Regions from separate parts of the Mus musculus genome. Here all the other regions are linked to region 1. The links are chromatin contacts, called in public HiCAR-type and promoter capture Hi-C maps. All regions are on one chromosome and are shown on one strand. The core of a region is the stretch at or near the end of the contact, and the rest is flanking DNA. Distances in the headings are between cores, read along the strand shown. Region 1 holds the start of Ipo5 (importin 5). Region 2 holds the start of Tmtc4 (transmembrane and tetratricopeptide repeat containing 4). Region 3 holds the start of Ggact (gamma-glutamylamine cyclotransferase). Region 4 overlaps Dzip1 (DAZ interacting protein 1). Region 5 holds the start of Tgds (TDP-glucose 4,6-dehydratase).

Evidence for each region. Promoter capture Hi-C pulls out the DNA fragments that hold promoters and counts their contacts. HiCAR-type assays count read pairs that join an accessible place to other places. Capture Hi-C pulls out chosen DNA fragments and counts their contacts.
Region 2: a contact with region 1 is called in a promoter capture Hi-C map of pre-B cells, with 5 times the contacts expected there. The contact joins the promoter of Tmtc4 here to the promoter of Ipo5 in region 1. A contact is called at or near these places in 2 of 39 promoter capture datasets (liver and pre-B cells), 3 of 484 Hi-C or Micro-C datasets (B cells, CD4 T cells and CD8 T cells) and 1 of 115 datasets of contacts at active chromatin or transcription factors (pro-B cells).
Region 3: a contact with region 1 is called in a promoter capture Hi-C map of liver, with 2.8 times the contacts expected there. The contact joins the promoter of Ggact here to the promoter of Ipo5 in region 1. A contact is called at or near these places in 3 of 39 promoter capture datasets (cranial neural crest, liver and pre-B cells) and 1 of 9 other capture datasets (liver).
Region 4: a promoter capture Hi-C map of pre-B cells shows a contact between it and region 1, with 2.6 times the contacts expected there. The contact joins the enhancer-like site here to the promoter of Ipo5 in region 1. A contact is called at or near these places in 3 of 39 promoter capture datasets (the C10 cell line, liver and pre-B cells) and 3 of 115 datasets of contacts at active chromatin or transcription factors (astrocytes, embryonic stem cells and large pre-B cells).
Region 5: a contact with region 1 is called in a HiCAR-type map of astrocytes, with 6 times the contacts expected there. The contact joins the promoter of Tgds here to the promoter of Ipo5 in region 1. A contact is called at or near these places in 3 of 39 promoter capture datasets (embryonic stem cells, liver and pre-B cells), 3 of 484 Hi-C or Micro-C datasets (B cells, CD4 T cells and the G1E-ER4 cell line), 4 of 115 datasets of contacts at active chromatin or transcription factors (astrocytes, large pre-B cells, pro-B cells and 1 more) and 2 of 9 other capture datasets (adipose tissue and liver).

What each region holds. Positions count from the first base shown.
Region 1 is chr14:120,909,928-120,912,627 of GRCm38.p6, forward strand. Ipo5 (importin 5) reads left to right here and starts at 1,267. Exons shown (of 26, transcript NM_023579.4): 1 at 1,267-1,416. The coding sequence starts at 1,327.
Region 2 is chr14:122,981,592-122,984,602 of GRCm38.p6, forward strand. Tmtc4 (transmembrane and tetratricopeptide repeat containing 4) reads right to left here and starts at 1,692. Exons shown (of 18, transcript NM_028651.3): 1 at 1,581-1,692.
Region 3 is chr14:122,911,872-122,914,571 of GRCm38.p6, forward strand. Ggact (gamma-glutamylamine cyclotransferase) reads right to left here and starts at 1,294. Exons shown (of 3, transcript NM_145466.2): 1 at 1,230-1,294. 4930594M22Rik (RIKEN cDNA 4930594M22 gene) reads left to right here and starts at 1,159. Exons shown (of 2, transcript NR_155287.1): 1 at 1,159-1,421.
Region 4 is chr14:118,875,117-118,877,959 of GRCm38.p6, forward strand. Dzip1 (DAZ interacting protein 1) reads right to left here. Exons shown (of 22, transcript NM_025943.3): 22 at 404-2,146. The coding sequence ends at 2,067. Among named protein-coding and RNA genes, the nearest start is that of Cldn10, 22 kb to the left of the region's middle. Within about 2 kb of position 1,510, at least 14 of the 459 cell types and tissues checked have an H3K27ac peak or open chromatin away from gene starts, as enhancers often do. A contact at or near this core is called in pre-B cells, where this site is marked.
Region 5 is chr14:118,131,371-118,134,381 of GRCm38.p6, forward strand. Tgds (TDP-glucose 4,6-dehydratase) reads right to left here and starts at 1,395. Exons shown (of 12, transcript NM_029578.3): 1 at 1,274-1,395. The coding sequence starts at 1,359.

The DNA of each region.
Region 1 (2,700 bases), core at 17-2,516:
CTGAGAGCCAGTCAAGATTTTTACAACAGAATCTGAATTGTGGAGAAAGGTCTCCCCTCTATAGGTGTAGCTGCAACCCTGATTACGTTCTGCTTTTCTGGAGGCCAGCGCATCTATTTTGTAGAACTAGTTTCCAACTGGGGATGCTCTTTCATTCTTGGGCCACATTGTTTTTTTTTTTTTTTCAGTGTAGGACCATTTCATACATTATTTTTTTCTTTTGATATGAGCATTTGAGTCTGTGGACATTAGACATGATTCTGAATAGGACATGATTCTCAAAGTGTTTCAGTTTGAGCTCTGCTCTCTCCTGTTTAGGCAGTCCCAGATAGAAAGATGGGCCAACGCTGGTGTTTAAGCACTAGAGTTTAGGAGGTGAGAGGGAGGCAGCCTCTGGTCCCCTCCATGCTGGCACGCATCAACTATCAATGGATCGACCACGTTAGGGAGTGGCTCATGACTTCTCCCATCCTTAGAGAGCAAGGAAGCTCCAAACACCAGGATGGGTGGCAGTTCCCGGGTGGGGAGCGTGCGTGATTTGATCCGGGACGGAGAGGTGCAGGGGGGAAGAGTCCGTGATGAGCAACCCCTCTTCCGGGACAGTCCCTGGACGTGAGTCACAGGACAGAGGAGGGTAGGGACCGCCTGAGTCACAGGCTGAGGGGGACGACACGACACCACAGGGCCAGACAGATGGAGGGGTCTGCAGAGGCGGGTGTGTGTATGCGTGTGTGCTCGCTGCTGGGGGGATTGGGATGGGGTTAGGGAGGGGGGTCCCGGGGCCCCAAAGCCCTAAGGCGCGGCTACGCGGCGGGCGGCAGGGAAAGGGAGTCCAGCCAGCCCGCGGCGCCGAAATCTCCCGCGCTCAGGAGCTGGCCCCTCCTCCGGGCCCGGCCTCACGCCCCTCGCGGCGGCCCAGCCGGATCGGCTCCTCCCAACCCGCGCCCCGGGAACCCCAACCTCGTCCTAACAGCGGCCCTCTGGCCGCCACACACGCCCGCCAGCCCCGCCTCCCGGCGCGCGCTGGAGTGACGACACCGCAGGGTGCGTGACCAATCGGCGTGGCCCTCGAGGGGGGGCGGCCTCGGGCACGCCCCCCGCGCCGCGAGCCAATGGGACGCCGGCGTCGGCGGCCGCGGCCGGGTGAGAGGGCGCGAGGCCCCGCCCCGTCCTCCCTCGGCCCCCTCGGCCCCGCCCTTCTCGCCCGGCCCCTCATCCCCGCGCCGCCGCTGGTGCCGGTCGCCGCGCTGGGCCCGCCCCCAACCCTCCCGCCGGCCCGCCAGCGCGCCTCACAGCTCCCTCCTTCTCTCTCTCACGCCTAGCGCAATGGCGGCGGCCGCGGCGGAGCAGCAACAGTTCTACCTGCTCCTGGGAAACCTGCTCAGCCCCGACAATGTGGTCCGGAAACAGGCGGAGGTAAGCGAATCGGCGGCCCCGGCGCGCCGATCCTTCTCCTCCGCGGCCGGCCGGCTGGCCCTGGGCGCTCGTCGGCCGGCCGGCCGAGCGGCGCGGGTCGGCCCGGCTGGCGGACAGCGGCCCCGCAGCCCACGTGCGCGCCTCCCGCCCGGCCCCGGCCCTTCCGGCCCGTGCAGCGGCGGCGGCGCCGGTTGCCTCGCCGCCGACCCGCGCACACGTGCCACCGCGCCTGACGCGCCCCGCCCGCGGGCCCTGCACCCCAGCCCTGCTCTCCCTCCCCGCGTGGCCCGCCAGCCCTCGCGGGCGGCCAGACCCCGGCAGCTCCTGACCCGTCCCGCTTCCCCCACCACCCCAGCCGCTCCCTTCCCCATCCCAGCTCAGGGAGAACGCGTGTCCTGCCTGTCGCTGCCTTACGGCGTCTTTCCCCCGAGCCCCTTTCTGGTTTCTAAAAGGAACTGCACACGCCGGTCCCTTCAAGATCGTGTGAAGTTGCCTTTGAGGGATCCCTGCTTGACCACCTCGCTCTGCTCTTCTTCCTTCGAATCTTGTTTGATCTCTAGAGATTTGGGCTTATAAACGGGATATACTGGGGGCTGTGGCTGTCTAACTGGGCCAGTGCCATCTCTTTTTCATATAACACAGATCGTTCTCAATCAGTCTTAGATCAAGGGTTCCATTTCAGATACAGTTATAAGCCCATTTGCAAGCTAGCAATAATATTATTAGCTCACTAGAAGACGGAAGATACATTGTTAGTGTTGAAGCTCAGATTTTTGTGAGGTAATTTCTAGGAAAGTTGATACGTGGAGCTCCTTACGACCCATGGGTCTGAAGTTTTTTAGGAGACTCTGAGGATGTGTGAATAGCTTTACTTACAAAGCAAAGATGTCTTTTATATATAGCTAGTGACGTTGACATGTCTTGTACTTACCGACCTAAAGTTGGGAGCTGTCTTTTAAAACAGTTGCTAATTTCGCTTTGAGTAGAATGGATAATCTGGCCACACTTAGATTTTAGTAAGTAAAGAAGTTGGAGACTTAACTTCTGTGTGAAATGGTGCTTTAAACTATGTCCTTCTTAATGGTGCTTTTAATTTTGGGGGGAGGGGAGATAGCGATGTTTGGCTCTCTAGTTTACACAGGCCCTTCAAACCTGTGGCAGTCCCCCAGCCAAGTTTCCTGAGCGCACCAGTTCCCATGCCCGCCTTATTCAAGTAATATGCAGTGTATAGGGGGAAATTCAAAGGGTACAATTCTTAATCCACTCTCCACGTTTATTTCATGA
Region 2 (3,011 bases), core at 442-2,941, 2.1 Mb after region 1:
ACAGTAACAAAGCTTGTGTTCTGGTGTCTCCTGAACTCTCTGAACTGGCTCCTTAGAGAGGTTCAATGTGGAACAAACCAGTAGTCTCCATCCCCAATACTCAAACTCTTAATATTAAGCCTCGGTTTTATAGGGGGTTAAAATATATTCATCTGTCAATAATCAAAAGGTCAAAAAGACCTCAAACAATATCTCCCCAGAGGCTAAATGGCACTGAGCTGTGAACTGTAAGCTTCCGATAACAATGGTCACAGCAGCCCTGGCTGCAATGAGGCAGAGTGACCCAACCTAATTGATTCACCCCGGGAAAACGGGGAACCGGCTGCAGCCACCTAACTGGAGACTCTTCCACAGGCATGGAGAGCCTCTTGTCCTTTACATTAAGGGCAATGCATCCAGGGCCAGTTGCCCTTCAGGATGGAGGGCAACCTTGCCTCTAGAAATCAGATTAAATAATGTGATAGTTTCTGACCACCCGTATCTGGCACGATGCAGAGAGAGCTAGCACACATTGTGCTAGAGGCAAAGGAGCCAGCCATCCTCTGTAGTGATGGGCCAAAAGCAGAGTAAGGTGAATCCTGTTGTGACCCATCTTCCTAATTCAAGAAGTGGCTGCCCATCTGAGGTTTCACATTCAGAATTTCTGCCTCAGAAAGTTTCCACTTTGCTAGCATGTAACCATTTTCCCACCCAGGTGGGCGAGCATACCTCACTTTGCCCCAGTTCCACCTATAGTGCACAGCTTTCGGGGGATGCAGGTACAAGGGGCAAAAATGGTTCCAGTCAATCCTTACTATAATTCTCCCCATCCATCTGTTCACGGGGAGAGAGCAAAGTGTGGATGATTCAGTGGAGATATCTGTCCTCTAACTCCTCCTTTCTTTTGTGTGTAGTTATAAAAAGAAAGAAAACACAAACAGCCCACAGTCACAACATCAACAACCCAGACTCCCCGTGGAGTTCGCAGGAGGTGAGGCGGTTGCTACACCACCTGCTTGGCTCCCCCAACTCCTGGCAGCCGTTCCAGGCTCCCAGGCCAGTGGTACCAGCTTTGCTCCACAGTTGAGCGTAGAGTAACTGGCACTCCTGGCTCTGCTGGGTGGCTCTCCGTGTAACCCTGGGCGGGCGGCCAAGCTACCCGGCTGTGTCCAGCCGTCGCCCGTGCCTTGGCCAGCTGGCGACCAGGCGCGGGGACCCCGCGGCCAGGTGGCCGCTGCACCCGGTGGACTCCCGGGTTACAAAGCTGTTGCACGGCTGGGTCAGACAGTAGCAGGCAAGGGTCTGGCTCGGCGACCTCGGCCGTAGCAGGGCAGTGCCGGAGCTTGAGCTCGGGGCGCGCACCCTTACCGCGCGCTCTTTGTCCGGGGTGCGGCTTCTACCCAGGCGCAGACCGCCCGGGGCGGCGTCCGCGGGAGGCAGCTCGAGTGTCGGAGCTAACTCTAGTAGAGGTGCAGAGCTCGGGCGCCGCCCCCGGGCCCCAGCGCAGGGCTGGCGGCTCAGCTGAGAGCCCGGGAGCCCGCGCCCAACTCCGAGCGCCCTGCAGCTGCGCTCGGCCCTCAGCGGGCCGCCCCGCGCTTTACCTGCAAGGAGCACGAGCCGCGATCTCATCTCCCCTCCCGCGTGCTTAAACTCCGGCGGCTCCCCAGCCCGCCGCCGCCAGGGGAGGGGCTGCCCTCCCACTCCCACCCCGCCGCGTCCCGCCCCCCGCCGCGCCGCTTCCCACTCGCGGCTGCCCGCTCCCGTCTAGTCCCGCCTCCCGCCGCGGGACCATCGGTTGCCCTTTCCATCACTCACGCTCTCCTCTTCCGCTTATTGGTCCGTGTCGGAGTGACGTCGGAACAGAGCGCTCGCCACGAAGGAGGCGCAGGGGCAGACAGGCTTTGCTGGGAAGAGAAAGCGCAGCTGGGACGCGAAGCAGCAGCGGCGGTTCCCGGGCCTGGCCGCTGTTCCCTGCGGATCCGTGCGTTCTAAGCCTATTCCTGGCTTGTCTCGCACGTTCCGCCGAGGGCTGTGGAATCCCTGCAGAAAATCTCAACTCCACGCTTCTTTCTGTCTGAAGTTGTTGAAGAAATGTCCCCACTTTCTCCCTTTGAAACGGGAAGTGACTTCCTCCTCCTAAGGCCGTGCAACCTCAGGACTGCGCCTCCTTTGGAGCAGTGCCATACAGTCACGACCACTAGGTGCTACACCTCCCTCCTGATGGGAAGGTCACCCACTCAGTTTCCACTCCTAGTACTTATTTGTGCTGCCACCTTCAAGAGAAAAAACCTTTGTACTTTCCACTACCAGACTTACAGACCTCAAACCTCAATGACCTCCGACCCTCCTCAAAGCATCAGTCTCTGATCTGTCTCCCTCTTTGGAGTGGAGTCCGCATCCTCAGCACCAAGTGACTTCCAAGCTTTCCTCTGCTCTATGTGTCACCCTGCCTTTCGCTGCCCTTCATCGCTGAAGCAGAGTGCTTCTCCCCTCCCCCACCCCCACCTCCACCCCCAACCACAGCTGTTTCCAACTTCATTCATTTGGCTTTCATTCAGGGAAACTGCATTTGCCAGTCACCTCTGCTGTCTTCTGCCCTTACTAAGGCCAGAGGACATTTTGCTTCCCAATGCTACCTCATCTCACAATTTCCTCCTCCTTAAAATGCCCTCTTCTTTATGCCTATTGCCTTTTCTCTCTCCTGTCCCCCTCCCCCACCCCACCCCCAAGTCTATTTGACTGGCTTGCCTGCCCTGAATGATCGCTAAGAGTTTTAAAAGCCTCATCCTTTTCTCCTACTCCACAAATTTCCCTGTATGATTTAATCTGCTGCCAACACTCCAATCAATACATTTCAGATTTACACTTCTTTTCCTTGCTTTCTCGGAGTTCAAACCTATTTATCTAGTTCCCCACTTAGCTTCTCCCCTTGTATATGCCACCACATCTCAAATAGTAAGACATCCGTCATGCTTTCTCTGCCTTCCTTCTGGTGGTCTGTGACAGCCAGAGTATCACAAACCAAAGTCGGC
Region 3 (2,700 bases), core at 44-2,543, 2.0 Mb after region 1:
CCCATGACTCCTTTTCAAGCTTTGACAGACAGAACTGGAGCTCTCAAAAGTTCTTACTAGATAAAGAAGAAACTTTTATTTGTTTTGGTTTTGATATTTTTTTGATGTAAGATCTTGCATATCCCAGGATGGTCTGCTTTAGCGTTCTGAGTGCTGGAATCACAGACATAAGCCACCACACCTGGCTTGATCCTGTACTTAAAAAAAATTAACCTTTGCAGGGTTTTGGTTTTGGTTTTGGTTCTGTACCACACACTGCCATCCACTAATGACCACCACAGACAGACGTCAGTCCAGCTCACCACTTCACACAGAAGGGTGAATTCTACCACTGAGCCACATTCCTAATCCCAACTTGGTCTGCTTATTTTCCAGTGCTGGAGAGCCAATCTTGGGCCTTTTGCATGCTAAGGACATGGTTTGTAAGTTCACTAGTTTAAATAAAAGGTTCAGTACAAAAAAAAAAAAAATCCACCAATTAACTTTGCAAACTAGCTTTTAGAGAAAAATGCCCTCTATTGTTGAAGTCTGGCCTGCTTACTCAGGGACTTCTCAGAGAAGGTTCAGGAAAATGAGGCCAAACTGCAGAGTTCCTCACTTAGCAAGCACTTCAGTTACAGGAAACAGACCAGGAGAAAGACTTCAATTAGAAGAAATCTTTTAACATAAATAAATGAGCTTGGAGTTAAGCTAAGTTAAAATACACGCACACCTCAAATGGGTTTTAAGCGAGGCTGTAACGTTATAACTCGTTGATTAGAGTTAAACAGCAATAATAACCACGGATAGAATCAAAGGGATGGATCGCCAAAGTTCCAGGCGTTTTACTACTGGTTCCAAAGGAAATCCAGATGTGAAACGGACCAACAGAAGTTGGTTTAGGATTCTTTTTCAGGTTTTGGACTCTTCACACATAAGTGACTCCTAAAGTAAAATTAAAAAAACATTTCTTTTGAAAACCGCTAGCCACATTCCCTTAGGATCTTAAGCTACCTGTTGGAGCTGTCTGTCCCGCGAGAGCAAGCATCAGCTCCGCTCCGGTAGCAGTCACAGCACGGGCCGCCCGGGCAGCTTTCCGGGGTGGGGGTGGGGGGTCAAATGCGCGCTCCGCCCAGCGCGTTCCGCCAGGCAGACCCATACGCCGGGACGCTAGCGGACATTCGCTGGCTGGTGACAGAGTCCCTAAGCCGCCCCCAGGCTCCCAGTCCCAGCCCGCCTCGGCGCCTCACCTGCAGCGGTCGGGGGAATCACGAGGAGCGCGCCCGGACCACGGAGCGGAAATGCCCAGCTGGGCGGGTGTCGCAACCAAACCGCCCCGGGCGGCGCTCCTGCTGGTCTCTCGCCGCTCCGCCCGCCCCGGCAGCGCCACGGAGCGCACCTGGCAGCGCGCACGCCACTCCCCATGTGCCGGAACCGCGCAGGTAAGAACCCGAAGCCACATTCCTCCGAAATGCAAGCAAGCAAGCTCCCCACCACCACTCCCACCACCAGACACGGGCTCGACTGCTCCCACCAGGTTCAGCTCTACATCACACATGCTTTGACTCCACGTTAGACCCAAACACGCCTAAGATTCACTACTTCAGAGAGACTCACCCCTTCACATAGACACTGAGGTGATGCTAAACTCAGATCTGAGGAAGGCTCCACAGGACAATTAAGGCATCGCATCTGCTCGTACATATCCCTACGGGATACAGGTAACTGTAGCAATTCTGCCTACTTACCAACTCTTTTTAAAATAAAACTTGTTTAGGAGCTAATGGAAGAACTAGCTTTCCCCTACATCCTACCCTTAGGACATAAGATGTATGAGAACCAAAAGCTGAGGGCAATTTTTTCTCTAGAGATCTTTATCATGGAAGGATGTTCCTATGGCAGAATGCAGGCAGGCGTGATGCTGGAGAGTTCTATATGTCCCTATCGGGATGTGAAAGCAACGTCACAGAGATGGTGAGACTAGAGACCCATTGTCTCCTCATCGAGACCCAAATTAACTATATGACTACTGCTTTTCCTTTCATCATTTCCCATCCCTTTGACTTTGTGTATGTGGAGTACTTGAAATCGTGTTATATTCTTGGTTTTCACGTAGCATCAAATGATGCTGAAGTGGTTGTATTTTAAATAGATGTCCAAGTCTACAAGAACCCTGAACAATCATCACATTTATAAACCACCAATTTTATAGAAAGAGGACCATGAGAAGGAAAATGGGGTCTTAAAGGAGGGCCTGGGAAGGGGAGAAACAGGGAGTAATAGGATTACACATGACATCAAAGATGGGCAGGGATGAGGGAAGGAGGCATGGAGAGAAGAACAAAGCAGTACTACGAAAGTCTCAGAGCCACTCATAATGCGGCAAGCTAATTTACAAAACTAAATCGTTGAAGAAGAAGGTTAAGGGTCTAAGTATGCTTGAAGTTACTCCTTTACCACAATCTCATTTTACAGTGGAGAAATCAATAAAACCAGTAGTGGTCCCATTGTATTTACTGGAAGCAACTGGGGCACAAAGTAAATAAGCAACTAATCCCAGGTTCCAGGTAAATATGGTAAAATCAGATTCATCTGTCTTTGATAGTCACTGAACCTTTAAAAATGACTTATGATATCTTAGTTAGGGTTTCTATCGCTGTGAAGAGACACCATGACCACAGCAACTCTTATAAAGGGAACCATCTAACTGGAGCTGGCTTA
Region 4 (2,843 bases), core at 260-2,759, 2.0 Mb before region 1:
CTTACCCACAAAGGCAGTAATTGTTCTCACTAGCACACAGCTTATAGGTCAGAGCACATTCACCCTTACACACCCCCTTAACCGTTGGTGCTTACATTTTCCTGCGTGTGCAGTGAAGAAACGTAGAGTAGGGAGCCCTGTAGTGTCAGAACCAGGGCGTGAGCTGGTCTAGGGTAAAATACATGGTTTCAAGTTGTAAGAACTGGTACTTCTGTCATATGCTATAAATCGCCCACAACGAGTCACATGGCTGACTACATGACTTTCCCAGAGGGTAAAAGACTGAAAAGGAAATAGAGGACACTGTTTGCAGGGATTCAACGGAAAGGAAAGGAAAGGAAACTTTTTTTTAAAAAAGTAAAAAAAAAAAAAACAAACGAACAAACAAAAAAAACCAATTAAAACATTTTCCAGTGTCATATATTTTGCTTCCATAAAGACAGGTTAGGAACCGCAGACCAGCGTGGGAACAGTGCTGTGTAGGCACACGTTTAAAATGATTTTTTTCTTCAGATGAGCTGGTGAAGACAGCAGCTAGACTGAGAATGTAGAGAGAGTGGGGTGTGAAGGCATGGTGGTCAGGGAGGGGCCGCCTAAGCTCTGTCAAGGAAAAGGAATAAAACAACTGAATGAGGACAAGAAGGGGAAACCCTAAACACGGATAAGTTAAAGGACTGGGCTTTGTGACCTACAAACACCAACTGAATTTAAATGTTGGGTTTGGCCAGGTCCTTACCTGTCCTGGGGGCTGGGGGTGGGGGTGGGGACCTGTGGTAGACACAGAGTCTGGAACACAACTCTTGATTTCTACCCAAACCCGTAGTGACAATAAAAACCTGTTGATGTGAGAGATGGGAAGGCTGTTGATCTCTGCCCACAACTCATGGCCTGACTCTCGATTCCTAAAGCTTTTAGATAAGCTTACACATAAAGTGAGCCTATTTGCACACAACAGCTCCCCGCAGGGAGGTGGGAGAATTTTTTTTTTCATGGTTTGGAATGGGCACACATAGGTTTCTAGATGGTAGCCACAATAGTCACAGAGATACATTTCAAGGTCAGGGTTTGTTAGATGCCAGGGCTTTGCCCTCTTATAAAGCTAGCCAAGCGGTTTTCTTAATAAGCAGCCACAGTCGCAGTGTGTGATGGAGGACTTTACTGGTACAGTAGGTGAATGACAGGAGACCCCAAATCAACAAGCCATTAATAGGTTCCTTTTTTGTTTTTGGAGATAGTCCTAATAGTTCTACAAAGTATAAAAAATATTTTTTTAAAAAAGGAAAAAAGTTTAAAAAGAAAAAAAAAACCCAAACAATTCCTATATAAACTTTCTGATCATTGCCAAGATCATTATTCAAGAATATAAATTAGTTCTGAGGTATTTTATACTATGGGCTGGGGACTGAACACAGGAAAATGACATGTGGGTGACTTAATAACGGCTCATCTTTTTCTAGTGACCATCTCACAGGAATCAATTGGCAGTTACAACAGCTGCACATTATTCATAAAACATCCAAGATGAAGGTTACACTGCAGAAAAGAACTCGTTAGTAACGGCATGCTGACAGGGCCTCAGAGCTCAGTGGGATCAAAGGGACTTTTAAGGAAATGTATTTACCATGGGCCTAGCTAACTGTTACCATTCATGGGATCATTGAGTTCGCTAATTCAGTTTGAAGAGACGACAGGATTGTTTTAACATAAGAACTACCAATGGGACAGTACATATATATTTTAAAGAGCTATAGTAATTCAAACTGAAGCCTGCTATCAGTCAAAAAAAAAAAAAGACTTAAAAGTTAGTCGAAAAAAAATACATTTAACACTAGAGAGTTCTGTACTGAAGAAAAGAGTTTTTATGACTTAAAGGATACGTTGTTTTTACACAGTGGACAGCTGACAGTTTGTTCTCGGCACTGTGTTACGTGTCATAAGAGACACCCTTGTTCAGAACCGGCTTCCTTGCTATGGTTGGAAACACTAAGAGCATTAGAGTCCTATAGGCTGTTGACTGCACTGATGCTGGCGGCCTCGGCACAGGCTTCCGATGTGCGAGGCCGTGCTTAGACATCCAGGACATCGCTCCAGTCAGTCACAGTGACTAAGTTGCTCTTGAGTGTGCTCGGTTCGTTTTCATGAAGTCCTGGATGGGGAAGAGGAAGAAGAGGGGGGATCTGAAGTTAAATTAGGACATTTTTAATCCCAACTTCAGCTGTTTCTCACCTAGGGTCTGAATCTTTTTCAAGCTTTGTCCCCCAAGCCCCTACAGGCTTTGGGAGAAGGCTGATAGAAAACACGCCCACGAGTCGGCCACATTTCTGCATCTCCTCACAGGACGTGACCTGTGACCACCCGTCCTGAAGCACACAAGCTCCTGGATGGCAAGGCCTGTGTCCTGTGCCCTGCTTCTCTCCCACTGGAGTCCAGCAGAGAGCCTGGATGTTGAGGGTTCTCAGCACATCTGTATTGTGTTATTAACTGTGGGCAAATAGACTGTGCAGGAAAGGAACATAAAACACTACACATCAAGGCTAACCTCTAGTTTAAGATCTAGAGGTAAATGTTAAACATAGGTTTTGCCTGGGTAGAAGAACTTAATTTGAAGTTAATTAAAAAAAGAGCCATGGGAATAGCATGCTGTGGGGAAACTCCGTTCTAGTTTGAATCTGGAATGTTCTCTGAGGAATGCAGGGTCCTGTCTTTGAGGCAGCCTCTTGGTTCTGTTCCTTACAAGGCACTGTATCTCAAACATCATCTTGTTTTTTAACTGGAATGGATCCTTAGCAGAGATAACTTCATAATGGCAGTGGTTTGCAGACATGTTATCAGGTGACAGTGTG
Region 5 (3,011 bases), core at 145-2,644, 2.8 Mb before region 1:
ATTTCCCCACGTACACGTCTGTTAATTAAGTGAATCTCAGCTTCCTGCTACCTACTCTCAGCAAAGTGTCTGTGGATTTAAAAGGCCCACTGCATGTTCTTGGGCAGTAACCAAGACTCTCTGACCCCTCCCCATGCAGGAGACACTACAAGGACAGAACTTCCTGTGGATCGCTCACGCATCCATCCACTCAACTCTTACAGAAGACCTTCACGATATGGCCCTGACCTTTCTTTCTGTGGGAGCTTAATGAACATCAGTCTACTCTCACACAGTTTATACTCTAGAAGAAGGGCAAGGCCATAAACAAGTAAACACAAGTACTCAATGTAATTTCAGGTAGTGCTGAGTGGATGGGTGGCCTAAGGTGTTCCCATAAGCACTCTGAAGGTGATATGCGGGTAAATTAACAGCCTATGCAACTGCCTCAAGTCGGGAAGCAGCACTAACCTCCTGTGCTCCGAGAAGCCTGAGAGGGTTGTGGGCGAGTACAGAAAAGCAAGAGACTAGGTTGGGAAGCAGGGCTCGAGCACCCGAGTCTTCTAGATCGGATAAAGACCCTGGACTTTCATTACAAGTCTCACAGAAACCATGACTGTAAAACTCTATGCAGCTGCATCTATCTCACTTAGGAACACACTCTACAAAGTGTAAAGAAAACGCGCGAGATCAACAGGAGAGGGATAGTAGCAGTGTTCTAAGGAAAAGGAGGCAGGGAACAGAAGTCAAATTAAGAATAAGCTTTGACACAAATAGAAAGGACAGTTTCACGGTAGGTGGGTGTGAGCCTCAAACAGGTTGGGAATAACAAAGGATTTGTAAACAGTTTCTAAAAAAGAGAAGACAAGACAAAGAGTCCCATTACGATCGATCCTCACATCGTGTAGAGGCGAGCTTTTGGAAAGGCCTTCATCTGCTGGCCGGAGCTTTGTCAGAGAGCGGGAAGAAAAGGGAATGAAACTGATGTGTGCTTCTCAGAAAAGTGACAGGTGGTAAACACCCCCGGGCAGGTAGGGGGTGGGACAGCAGCAAGGCACTCCTGAGTTCCCCTTTTTGTGGGGAAGGTGTTAAAGAAGTCGCATTTTCGAAGCAACCTCGTCTTGGCTGGCCAGAAAGTGAGGGAAACCGGATGGACATCCGGGCTGTGCATTGGGACCCTCCCCATAACGGATCTGCAAAGTCGTGGACCCGAAGTGCAAAAGACAAGGAGAACCGCAGGGCAAGGTTAGGATTTGTGGGGAGAAACTTCTCAGCCACCAGCACCGTTACCTACATGAAACCAGCACCCCCGGTCACCAGGACCCGCTTCGCGAAGCTGCCGGGAGGACCAGAACGCTCCTCCCGGCTCGCAGCGGACATCTTCAGCTCTGCAGAGCCAGCGCCGTAAAGCGCGGCGTCTGAAGAACCGAGGGAAGCAGCTTCACGACGCTTTACGACATGCCCCGCCCCCGACACGTTCAAAGGAAGTCGCAGAGGCTTCCGGGTTCTCCCAGACCCCAAAAGAGGGGCGGAGCCGGCAGTGGCACTGCGCAGGCGCGCACTCTCTAGCCCATAGTCACCAGCTAGGAGAAATTAGGGTCATTGGTACTAGGGTCTGGAATATTTTCTAAGCAAGTGTCACCAGCATGGATTACTACTATAGGTGCTTAGAAATTCGGAGTTATGAATCGATGCCTTCATTTTTGAACTTCAGCTATGCTCATAGACTAACACCCAGCTGAGCAGAATCCTCTAGAATGTATGCAGTATGGAAATGGAAAGTTGCATTGCAAAATTATGTTTCACTGTTGTAAATACTGTCACAAAAGGCGAAGGCCGCTTGCAATCATGATAAGTAAGTTTTGCAGAGTTCCCTGGAAGGTTTTACTCTCTTCTCTTGTCTGCTCACTGTGCCCCAATCCTGGTCCTTCTTGCTCTTATTTATATTACCAGGTGTTCTTCCCTGGTCTACCTGCCCTTTCCTCGGATGTCTGACTAGTGTTTACCTCCTTCAGTTCTCAGTTTGAGTGCCATCTTCCTATTAGAGTCATTCCTTGACTCTAACCATGCAGAACCATTTTTTTTTTTTTGTTTTCTTCTTATCATTCATCAACAAATTGGCCACTGATGTAATTTCTCACTGTCTCTGCTCCATGGAGGTAAGGCCATTCATTTCTCTGGGACCAGATCTATCACACACTCATCAACAAGTGGGCTTATCATATGATTGCTCACTGCTGTTTATATTATAGTCTGCTGCTTTCTATGAATTCGGAGGCTCTACCAAGTGGGAGTGATTAGAAGTCATATTAATTTTTTATGTACCGAGGCATCAAAAAAAAAAAAAAAAAGCCTGTCTTCAGTGAAAGAGAATAACATTACTGATCAAGAAGAAAGACATGAAGCCAGCAGGTGATAGCACACACCTCTAGTGCCAGCACCTGGGAGGCAGAAGCAGATGGATCTCTGAGTTCAAGGACAGCCTGGTCTACAGAGTGAGTTTCGGGACAGCCAGGTTACACAGAGAAACCCTGTCTCAAGCACACACACACACACACACACACACACACACACACACACACACGAGACAAAGGGAAAGTGCCTACAGTAATCAAAGCCCATGCTCTGCTTTTCCTTTAGAATCAACCTCACCCACGTTCTTGGTTTACCATTTACACAATTAAAGCTTTCAACAACTTAAACTTAGTAGGGTTTTATTTTATCAAACAATGAAAAACCTGGCAATGCTCTGAAAGAAAGGTTCAGAGAGCACCATCAAGAAACCCAGGCAGTCAATCTGTATAAACAAAGGCTGGAGGGAAGTGTGGCCCAGTGGTTAAGAACGCTAGTTTCTCTTCCAGAGGACCCAGGTTAGATTCCTAGCACCCACATGGTAGCTCACAACCTTCTGTAACTCCAATTCCAGGGTATTGGAAGTCCATGAGCACTGTGCCCATACGGTACATGTAAACAAGAGTCCTATACACAAGAATATAAATCTCGGAAGTAATGGTTAGGAGAGACTTTACAGG